Linked DNA regions of Danio rerio: all the other regions are linked to region 2. Evidence: chromatin contacts called from public Hi-C and HiCAR-type data. All regions are on one chromosome and are shown on one strand. The core of a region is the stretch at or near the end of the contact, and the rest is flanking DNA. Distances in the headings are between cores, read along the strand shown. Region 1 overlaps si:ch211-285f17.1. Region 2 overlaps si:ch211-285f17.1. Region 3 overlaps si:ch211-285f17.1.

Region 1 (3,505 bases), core at 617-3,116, 210 kb before region 2:
TTCTCATTTGCTCTGACATGTATAGTGAGCTGTAAGGTCTTACAGGTGTGTGGCTTTCCTAATCAAGTCCAATCAGTATAATCAAACACAGCTGGACTTGCATGAAGGTGTAGAACCATCTCAAGGATGATCAGAAGAAATGGACAGCACTTGAGGTACATATGAGTGTCACAGCAAAGGGTCTGAACATTTAGTACCTTGTGATATTTTAGGTTTTCTTTTTTTAATAAATCTGCAAAAATGTCAACAATTCTGTGTTTTTCTGTCAATATGTGTTGAAAGAATGGACTTAAATGATTTTATCAAATGTCTGCAATATAACAAAGAGAGAAAAAAATTTAAGGTGGTCTTAAAGGTGCAGTAGGTGATCTGCCAAAATGCTAACCGCTTAGCATATTATCTTTGGACGGCGGGGAGGGACTGTGATTTAAAGCCACACCCCCTGAAATCGCGAGCGCGCGCACCGCGTCACAACAACCGACAGACAACCCACTAGTTCATGTCATTGGCCAGTTAGTGCCAGCGCCATGCAGGAATTACATGAAATACTTTGCCACACTTACATGCTATTTCAGAGCGAATATTCAGAGTAGCATGGTAGACAGTATAGGAAGGCTGTCATTGTTCAAAAATGACCCAATGTGAATATAAAAGCAACTTCAGCTCAATAATAGGCGGAATAGCGCTATTTACTGGTGTTTTGTTGTTAAACTAAATATAAATCTACATTATAGATGCTGTCAAAGAACCTAATGAAACTGAAAATAATCACATCGATCTTTCACCGGGAGATTTTAGCGGCTGAACAACACGTCTGTGCATACAAGTCATTCATAACAAAACACAATCTAACATAAAATAGTTTCAAAACAGAACATTACCAGTCTAACAGTAATACTTCAGCCATGGTGTCGTCCTTCTTCCTCCAGCGTGCTAAAGTAACTCCAATATTGATTCAGGTTTTTAAAAGTTTCAATTCAGCTTTTGATTTCTCCTGGTCCGTCTCGTGACCGCGCAGCCCCTTTAAGGGCGAATTATATTTATATTGGCTTTACAGTAATCGGCCCGAGCTCGGCTGTCCTGCGGCGCCTCCGGCTCCGACTCTGCATCTGCGAGCGGCCCGCAGCTCGCTCGGAGCGCATGCGTTTGTGATGCAGTCGCGCACGCGCTAATGGCGGATCTGCGTGAACAGATGCGCAGAAGTCGGAATCTACATTTGCTGACAGACAGTCTGACCTGCCTATCGGAATTAAGGGAGATGACGGTCCGACTCTATTTAATTGGATGAACATTTTTTAGTTTTATGCTTTACCCAGAATATAAAAATACATACAAACACATTTAGATCATTTACTGTAAAGACACTTTCAACCAGCACAACAAAAAATGTTTCTGAAGACAATCACCTACTGCAATATTTAATTATATACAACTTTAATATTTACGCACTGTATTTTTTGCACATATTTAGCACATATTGCACTGTACTTTGTGTCATTATTCATTCCTAGTGTCAGAAGTCAGCAGACCAAATTATATCATTATCTTAGTTTTCAAATGAGACGTGGTCTCTTAATTCACATTCTGCACACAAATGCTCCAAACTGATCTTTCGGCATAATTTCCATTAGTGTTATCAGCACTGGGTCCTAAGACCAGGTTAGGCCCGAATCAGCACATCAGATAGCACACTCACTCACCTTACCCCCTGAAAACACACAGTTTAATTCATTTTATTAACAGCCCGTAAATGGGAGAAAAGAGAGTAAAAAGCGATGACTCAGTGTGCCCTCTTCCCCTTGTTTGACTCCAGGCGCAGTGTTTTAGTGCTCATGCTAATGGTTATGCTAGTCTCCCTCAGACTGAGCACTGACCCTGGCTTTTATAGCAGCTCACACACTCACTGCAGTGACCTTTTAAAATCCATTCTGATGGTTTGGACGGTGGAATAATTGCAAATTAACATAAGCCAGCTGTGTGCTGAGAGGGCCAAGAAAAATAGCCTGTGTTTGTTCTGGGGAAAAAGAAGAGAGAAAGACAGAGAGACATAGAGGATGAACCTGAACTAACCAGTGCACTGTATAAGAACAAAGACATACAAGAGAGTCTTGAGTCTCAGATGGCACTGCTGTGGGCCATTCAGGGACCGTTTGATTTATATAACTGACAAAAAAATAACCTGGAACTGTCTCAAAATGGCAAGATGCAATCTGTCTGGATTCACAGCCAGATTTTAAAATTCCCATTCATCTCAATGGCAGTTGCTTGGCATGCACTTGATTATTAAGTTGTACATGGTTAATGTAAATTTATTTCTTGAGTATATATATATATATATATATATATATATATATATATATATATATATATATATATATATATATATATATATATATATATATTTTTTTTTTTTTTTTGTTTATTTTTTTTTGGCAAAAGAATGTCTGTTTTTTATTTTCGGTTACATAATTGTTTAGTTATGTGTATCATATGAATTAATTGATAAAATAGAAATAAAATTTCTTTACAGACAAAACAACAAAACAATTGTATGTATGTGTGTTTATATATTTACTGTAATTTAGAAATGTGGGGTAAGTAAAATAAAAAAATAAAAAGAAATTTAAAATGTTATTTAATTAAAATGCATTGCAGAAATAAAAGAAGACATTTCTAATGTTACAAAACATTTCATTAAATTTCATAAATGAATAAATGACTGAATAAATGAATGAACGAACAAATGAACGGGCGAACGGAGGAATGAATGAATGAATGAATAAATGAATAAACGAATGAACGAATGAACAAACAAATAAACCACAGATGAACAACTGAATAATATGATCATGAATTTTTATTAATTTCTGTTCTTTTCATTGTCATGGTCTTTCCCCACACACCTTCCAAAATTAAATACAACTGTTTTTCTCAGTCGCTTTGGTGCATTTCTCACAACATTATTTACATTTGCACAACAGTTAATGCATTTCTCAAAACAACTAGTCATTTGTGCACATCCTAGTAGCAGTTTCTCATTCCTTCCAACACATTGCAGATGCTTTTGGACATGCATCAATTATTTTCATACAACTTTCTGCTGTTTATAACATTATCATTTGCTTATGTCATGTCTGTCAAAATTAAACTAAACTTGTAAATGCTGAATAGTCATTCAATATAAAACTAATAGTCCTCATTTCATTACTTGAGTCATTACAGACAAAAATGTTGAACTAGTTGTCAAAATTTGTCTAGCAAATTCTATATATAAAAAAAATAAAAGAAATATTTATTTTTCTGGAAATGTCTTCTAAATTAAACAATTTCATGAATGATTTACAGACCTGTGTTGTAGGTTCAGTTCCAATATGTTCTGCAATATTGTTTACAGTTGTGCCCAGCTTTACCCAAAGGAAGCTTATGTTTGTTGTAAATAAGGCTGTATTTATTCTTTTGCACAATGCTGTGAATAAATTAGAATTGCAATGAGCATATACAGTAA
Region 2 (3,731 bases), core at 681-3,180:
GCTGTATGTATCTATATTAGCTATATTAGCCTACTATCAAAATGACTAAATTGGCTACAAATACATAATGAGCCTTCATGATTAAAAAGCCACTGAAATCAGGTGGTTGGTGTTTATTTTGTTGTCATTAAAACACTTCAGCACAGCATCTTGTCTTTTAGTGTTATTAATTTGATCATTTCTTCTTGCGGCCCATCAGAGTTCACATACCTGCATAAAAACGCGTTGAATATCGGTCACATCACAGGCAATTGAGTATGCTGGCACTGAATTAATGTCCTTGGTTTGCTGATCGGTGATGTTACCTACCATTTTAATAGCCCTTTCCTTCACTGTCTTAGTGGAGAAAGGTATATCTTTATTTTTTTGTATTATCTTGGTTTTGTTTTTAAAGTTTGCAAATAGGTGTTCTAATATGTCATACCATCTTTGAACGGTTTTCCATGCTTTATAATCTCCTGGTTTGTTTACAACAGCCACTTGCCTGGCATCCCACCCTGCTGATAGAAACGTGTGTCGCAGGCTATGACGCAAATCTTCGTTGACAGAAATGTTGAAATTAAATATTAATTCTACACACTTTGGCAGCATTTGAAAACGTTAAAAATGTTTGTCCTCCTATAGAAATTATATTAAAACAAAAAAATATATTAACCTCACCCATCTTTTTGCATTTTCAAACATTTTTGAGCCAAACATTTTTGAAAAAGCTCCAGGGAGCCACAAGGGCAGCGCTAAAGAGCCGCATGCGGCTCTAGAGCTGCGGGTTGCTGACCCCTGCTGTAGGCCTATACTGAAAGGCTGAATACGTTAAAGCCAATAATCACTACAGCCTGATGGATGAACAAATAAAATTAAAACCTTATGAATCAATAGTATATCTCGTAAGATAATGTGTGATCCAAAAATAGTATTATTTAATAAAATTTTTAAGTTTTTATTACATTTTGGGCATGAAATCCACACTAAATCCACCTTTCTGGTGGGATCAGTTTAATCCAGGTTTTTTGGATCAAAGTGATCCAGATCCTACAAAAAAGGTCTGAAAAACCCAAAGTAAAGGTTTGATCCGGATCAAAACCAAGATTAGATTACGTGATCTAATCCGATTAGGTAATCCGTTTTTTCCTTTGAAAAACCCATTTTCAAGATTTGATCCAATCCCTTATCCAAAATCCTAGTGGATTACTTTTGAAAAACCGGGCCCAGGGGTCGCAATTCAATGGAAAAAAAAAAATTAAAGGCCAATGACTTTTTATTTAAATTTGTTTTTTTTAAAGTAACTATTAAATATTAAGTATATAATATATTTAATATAACTTAAAAATAATTAGCCCTAGTTTTTATATTCTGCAGGTTAAGGATAAAATATGAAAGTTCTAATAGTTTAATAAAATATATGAGATTTTTTTAAATCACCAAGCGATTCCCCCCTTATTGTCTCGCGACCCCCACTTTGAGAACCACTGCACTAATGCATATGCTCAAATATATTGTAAAGCATCATAGAGAAATAATATGTTGAATTAAGCAACAGGACTTTGCTTTCTTATCGTATAGCATGTTTCAAAACTTCCCTTTTAACAGGAAGTTTCATATTTTTCAGTTTTACACCTGCCCACACATGTATTATAATGCAACTTGCAGAAATGTATGTCAGCCGTGTACCTGAAGGTGTGAACTTTGATAGATCCACCATCATAATAAAGATGTTATCACAGCAGATTATACACCGCTTTAACTCTCTTCCTGAATACATGGGCTGAAGGGAAACCCCCAACATGGCTCTTAAAGAAACATAAACGTAAACATTACACTCTGACCCAGTTTGACACTTCTTGCAGCAATAAAACAGCTCCTTTCTCCAAAATAAGTTTATATTTCACACCTCCAGGGGGAGGGGGGAAGCCCACATAACTACAATCAAACATTTTATGACGCAGACAAGTGTCAACAAGCTTAAATGTCAAGCAGTTTTCCAGCTGATGACGACAATCAGATTGATAGCGAAACCTCTTTTATTTATTTATTTTTTTTGCAGGTGAGTTTCCGGCTCTTCAGTCCCGCATGCGCTCAGTGCTCAGGGTTGAAGTAGAGGCTGTAAAGTTCCTCAAAGAAGAGCCACACAAACTGGACAGCATGTTAAAGAGAGTCCGGACCCTCACTGACACACTCAGCAACCTTCGCAGGTACAAACAGAGAGAACGCTGACATTCTCAACCTACACTTTTGCATGTTAAAAAAATAAATACGACCACACCTTCTTAAGTCATATTCATCTCTATATTGCATTTACAATGTGCGCCGTGGGTCATGGCAATCGCTCAACGCAGAAGTATAAACCAGACTTAACAACGTGTGTGTGTGTGTGTGTGTGTTTGTGTGTGTGTGTGTGTGTGTACGTGTTTTTGTGACATATCAGGACACAAATCTGTATAGTAACATGGGTATGACACATTACAAAAAGCAGGTAAAATATGAGGACATTGGTGACGTCCTCATTTCTCAAAATGCTTATAAATCCTACAGGATGAGTTTAATCAGAGAGTAAAGCTGCACACAGTCTCCTGTGATGGTTGGGTTTAGGGGTGGAGTGAGGGCAATACAATATACGATTTGGACCGTATAAAATGAATGGAAACCTATGTAATGTCCCCACTTTTCACAAAAACAAACGTGTGTGTGTGTGTGTGTGTGTGTGTGTGTGTGTGTGTGTGTGTGTGTGTGTGTGTGTGTGTGTGTGTGTGTGTGTGTGTGTGTGCTGGTTTTGGTGATTTACAAGAACAAAAATTTGTATGATGACATGGGTATGACCTAGGTATTACAATGACAAACCACATGTCCTCATAATTCAAAACTGTTAAAAATCATGCTTAAGGGGGTCTTTACACATCCAAAATGTTCAAATTCAATGAGGGTTGGGTTTAATATATATTTCTTACTGTATAAAATACATTGTGTCATCGGAGATGGGGCAGACGCTTGGGGGTTGGAGTGGGGGGGGCAGAATATACAGTCTGAACAGTATAAAAGCATTATATCTAAGTCCACATAAAACTTGAAAAACCAACGTGTGTACTGCCTAAATCTGTTCAGGATCAGTTGTTTCAAAGATATTTGTGGCCTTCTTTTAAATACATGGTTCTAGAGCAGGGGTGTCCAAACTCGGTCCTGGAGGGCCGGTGTAATGCAGATTTTTGCTCCAACACACCTGCATGGATGTTTGAAGAAAGCCTAGTAAGAGCTTGATTAACTAGCCCAAGTGTGTCTGATTGGGGTTGGACCTAAACTGGACCGAGTTTGGGCACCCCTGTTCTAGAGGCACTCTCAAATATTTCCTCTTTTCTATTTTTCTGGTTTTATAAAAAGAGAGAATAACACTGCTTTTGCACTTTTCCCCTCATAAAATATTAATTACTACACATTGTATTCAATGTGAAAGATTTCTTGCAGGACAAATATATATATACAGTTGAAGTCAGAATTATTAGCCCCCCTCAATTATTAGCGCCCCTGTTTATTTTTTCCCCAATTTCTGTTTAATGGAGGGAAGATTGTTTCAGCACATTTCTAAACATAAGAGTTTTAAAAACCTATTTGTAATAACTGATTTATTTTATCTTTGCCATGATGACAGTAAATAATATTTTACTTGATATTTTTCAAGACACTTATCCAGCTTAAAGTGACATTTAAAGGCTTAACTAGGTTAATTAGGTTAACTAGGCAGG
Region 3 (3,672 bases), core at 212-2,711, 130 kb before region 2:
AGTCAAAAGTTTACATACATTCCCTTGGCTTTTAAACTGTATAACTTTGATCAAATGTTTTGGGTATCCTTCCATAAGCTTCTCCCAATAGTTTGAAGGAATTTTGGCCCATTCCTCTTGACAGAATTGGTGTAACTGCATCAGATTTATAGGCTGTCTTGTTCGCGCAAGCGTTTTAAACTCTGTCCACAAATTTTCTATAGGATTGAGATTAGGGCTTTGTGATGGACAATCCAAAACATTCACTCGGTTGTCCTTAAAGCACATTTTAACTAAATTTGCAGTATGCTTGGGGTCATGGTCTGTTTGGAAGACCCCTTTGTGGCCAAGTTTTAATTTCCTGGCTGATGTCTTGAGATGTTGCTTCGGTATTTCTACATAATGTTCTTTCTTCATGATGCCATCTATGCTGTGAAGTGGACCAGTCCCTCCTGCACCAAAACAGCCCCAAAACATGATGCTGCCACCCCCATATAGTACTTCACAGTTGGGGATGGTGTTACTAGGCTTGTAAGCTTTCCCCTTTGTCCTCCAAATGTAACACTGATCATTACAGCCAAACAGTTCAATCTTAGTTCCATCAGACCACAGGACATGTCTCCAAAACTTATTCTTTTCCCAATGTGATTTAGCAAATTGCAATCTGGCTTTTTGTTGATTCTGGCTTGTTGATTTTCACATGTTGTTACAAAAAGAAGGAGTGTGTTTGAGGTTTTCCTTAAATAGTATTCTACAGTTGTACCTCCAATTAACTTAAATATTTCCAATTAGCCAATCAGAAACTTCCGAAACCTTGACACCATCATCTAAACTTTGTTAGAAGCATAATAATCTTATTGTTTGTAAACTTAACTTTCAAGAAAAGTTTCTCAAAAAATATCTCTCATTATTCTGCTATTAAGCATAACAGAAACAAATTTGATAATCCTAACTTACTTAAAAGAAAAAAGTTTAGTCACATTAACATCTGACTTTTTAAAAATGGTTATTTGCCTTTTTATGCAGTGTATGTAAACTTCTGGTTTTAACTTTATATTTTGAACTGCAGTGATGATAACCCGAAGCATTTCCATTTGTGTTTAACAGAAGTATTTTGAATCGATTATTAAACTCTAAGAAGATGCCGTTGGACGTCATAAACAAAAATGATGCTTTGTAAATATGTGTTTTATAACTCCTAATCTTGTGATGATGTTGACATTTGAGTTAATCAGATTTGCATGACACGCGCATTAAGAGATGATGTGCGTCTGCTCGACTGCTCGCGGCCTGTGACTTTCGGGACACTTAATCTGGATTGTAAGAAACTGGATCAGGGTTAAATGGGACAGAAATGTGGATTGAGGACAGCGATCTTTCTTTCATTTCTCCCTGTGCTCTTGTATATGAGAGTGTGTGTGTGTTTCTGAGGTCCTGCTGCATTACAGCACTGACATGCCTCAGTGCTGATGACATCGTTCAACTGGGAGGTGGCCTGTAGTACCGATGATGTCATTGACAGCGAATCAGATCATTTGCTGCAGCCTTCGTCCATTAGAGAAATTACAGCTTTTTTTTTTTTTTTTTTTTTTTTTGGTACATCATCATTCTTTCATCCCGGCTTTTCCATTGATTTGCACTTTGTATCTTTCTCTTTTTTTTCTGCAATGCAAAATTGTACACAAAACCAGTTTTCCCCAGTTTGGTCTGCCTCTGGTTTGGACAAAACTCTGACTGTTGTATTTTTGTTGCAGTTTTTCTGCATGATGCTGCGGAATAGGACACAGTTCAATACAGAAATACATTTAACTGAAAAAAAGTGTTACATGCAGAACTGTTGCAAACAATTTGTTTTTGTTGAATTTAAGCAAGCTAATTAAATTTGATAATATTCAACTTAATTTATTTGTTTAAATTCAGCCCAAACAAATTGTTTACAACCACTTAACATAAAAAATAAGTAAATCCAAGGAATCATCTTTGAATTTTTTTTTTTTTTTTTTTTTTTTTTGTGTAGTTCAATGCTTTCTGACTTTGTGGAAGACATTGTGATGTGACGGCAGAAGAGATCACTTCTTCCAGATGTATGTACAAAATGGTTTTGTAATTATGTGTAAACCAAACTCTAGAGAGCGCTAGAGAGTCGTATCAAGAGACATGACAATATAGATGTGTTTGTAGAGGCCTCAAAAAGTATTTAAAAGCAATGTTTTGTTGTCATATAATACTAGATAGTGGATCAAGATTTGATTAAAAAAAAAAAAAAATTAAAAAATATATTAATTTCCAATTTAGATTTAAATTCTTTAATTTATTCAATTTCTAGCGGAATGAACCGCCAACTTATCTATATGTTTTATGCAGTGGATGGCCTTCCAGCTGCAACCCATCACTGGGAAACAAATTTAAATTATATCAATTATATTATATCATAAAAATATAAATCAATCAGATGAACTGTAAAATGTATTTATTTAAATAATAATAAAATAATAAAAATACCTGGTTGTAAATCTTACTATATGTTACTCTGTACCACAAAAGCAGTCTATTGCTTTATGGGTGTATTTTTGTCAATTGCCAAAAATTCATTGTTCATTCATTCATTCAGTGGTTCATGGTTATATATGTGACGGGCCATACAGAGATCATTATCATTTCTACAAAACAGAAAACACATAATCCAGTCATTAAAATAGAATTTACTGTACAACTAGTAAGTAAAAGATTGTTTGAATAAATCAAAAATAACTACTGTACACCTATTCAAATCACAGTGTCGGTGAATACTAAAGTTGGAAACTACTATATGTACACTCACCAACTGCTCGTTAACGCAAATTTCTAATCAGCCAAACAAATGGCAACAAGTCAATGCATTAAGGCATGTAGACATGGTCAAGACGATCTGCTGCAGTTCAAAGTGAGGAATGGGGAAGAAAGGTGATTTAAGTCAGTGGTTCCCATTTTTGCCTGTGAGACCCCCTATAAGTTTGCCGTAATAATGACAAAAAAAAAATTATGATTGTTTTTTTTTTTTTAACACAAAAGAAGATATTTTGAAGATAGCTTAGACCCATCGACTTTCATAAAAAAAAAAAAAAAAAAAAAACAATGGATGAGTGCAGCTATCAGCATTTTTCAGAAAATCTTATTTTGTGTTTAGTAGAAGAAAGAAACTTTTGAAAAAGTGAAGGTGAGTAAATGATGGAAGAATCTTTTTTTTTTTTTTTTTTTTTGTGGTGAACTATCCCTTTAATTTCATTATGACATGCATTTCCACTAATTTAAATCATGTTATTTCATCTTATTTTAAAAAATCAAAACTCACAAGCTAAATTCACTTTGAGCCAATGTCACAATTTGTCATTTGAAATACTTTTCTGTTAATTACTGCATTTTAACAACTTCTTTACTAATACATTTGCTGACTGCTGATCTCATAATATGCATTATTAGGACAGTTATGGCTCTTAACCATATACCTTCTGTAACTATACCTGCTGTACTTACCTCTAACCAGGCAATTACAGCAACATAATTTCTTAATGTTGACCCAAAACTTATTAATTCAACTTAGATTTTTTTAATTTACAAATTTAAGTGGATTGAACATAAAAAGTCCCAATATATATACACATATATATATATATATATATATATATATATATATATATATATATATATATATAT

What was found. A called contact is a pair of places that touch in the nucleus more often than the background predicts. HiCAR-type assays count read pairs that join an accessible place to other places.
Region 1: a Hi-C map of an unstated tissue shows a contact between it and region 2, with 4 times the contacts expected there. The contact joins two enhancer-like sites. A contact is called at or near these places in 2 of 18 Hi-C or Micro-C datasets (caudal fin and an unstated tissue).
Region 3: a HiCAR-type map of caudal fin shows a contact between it and region 2, with 8 times the contacts expected there. The contact joins two enhancer-like sites. A contact is called at or near these places in 2 of 18 Hi-C or Micro-C datasets (caudal fin and an unstated tissue) and 1 of 4 datasets of contacts at active chromatin or transcription factors (caudal fin).

What each region holds. Positions count from the first base shown.
Region 1 is chr24:9,709,190-9,712,694 of GRCz12tu, forward strand. The region is part of intron 1 of si:ch211-285f17.1; the gene reads left to right. Among named protein-coding and RNA genes, the nearest start is that of si:ch211-285f17.1, 55 kb to the left of the region's middle. Within about 2 kb of position 1,867, at least 5 of the 62 cell types and tissues checked have an H3K27ac peak or open chromatin away from gene starts, as enhancers often do.
Region 2 is chr24:9,917,866-9,921,596 of GRCz12tu, forward strand. It overlaps si:ch211-285f17.1, which reads left to right. Exons shown (of 17, transcript XM_073941543.1): 11 at 2,042-2,189. It overlaps LOC141380824 (a long non-coding RNA gene), which reads right to left. Exons shown (of 2, transcript XR_012399716.1): 2 at 3,521-3,731. Among named protein-coding and RNA genes, the nearest start is that of si:dkey-96n2.3, 33 kb to the right of the region's middle. Within about 2 kb of position 1,931, at least 4 of the 62 cell types and tissues checked have an H3K27ac peak or open chromatin away from gene starts, as enhancers often do. A contact at or near this core is called in caudal fin, where this site is marked.
Region 3 is chr24:9,788,695-9,792,366 of GRCz12tu, forward strand. All of the region lies in intron 1 of si:ch211-285f17.1, which reads left to right. Among named protein-coding and RNA genes, the nearest start is that of si:ch211-285f17.1, 130 kb to the left of the region's middle. Within about 2 kb of position 1,462, at least 13 of the 62 cell types and tissues checked have an H3K27ac peak or open chromatin away from gene starts, as enhancers often do. A contact at or near this core is called in caudal fin, where this site is marked.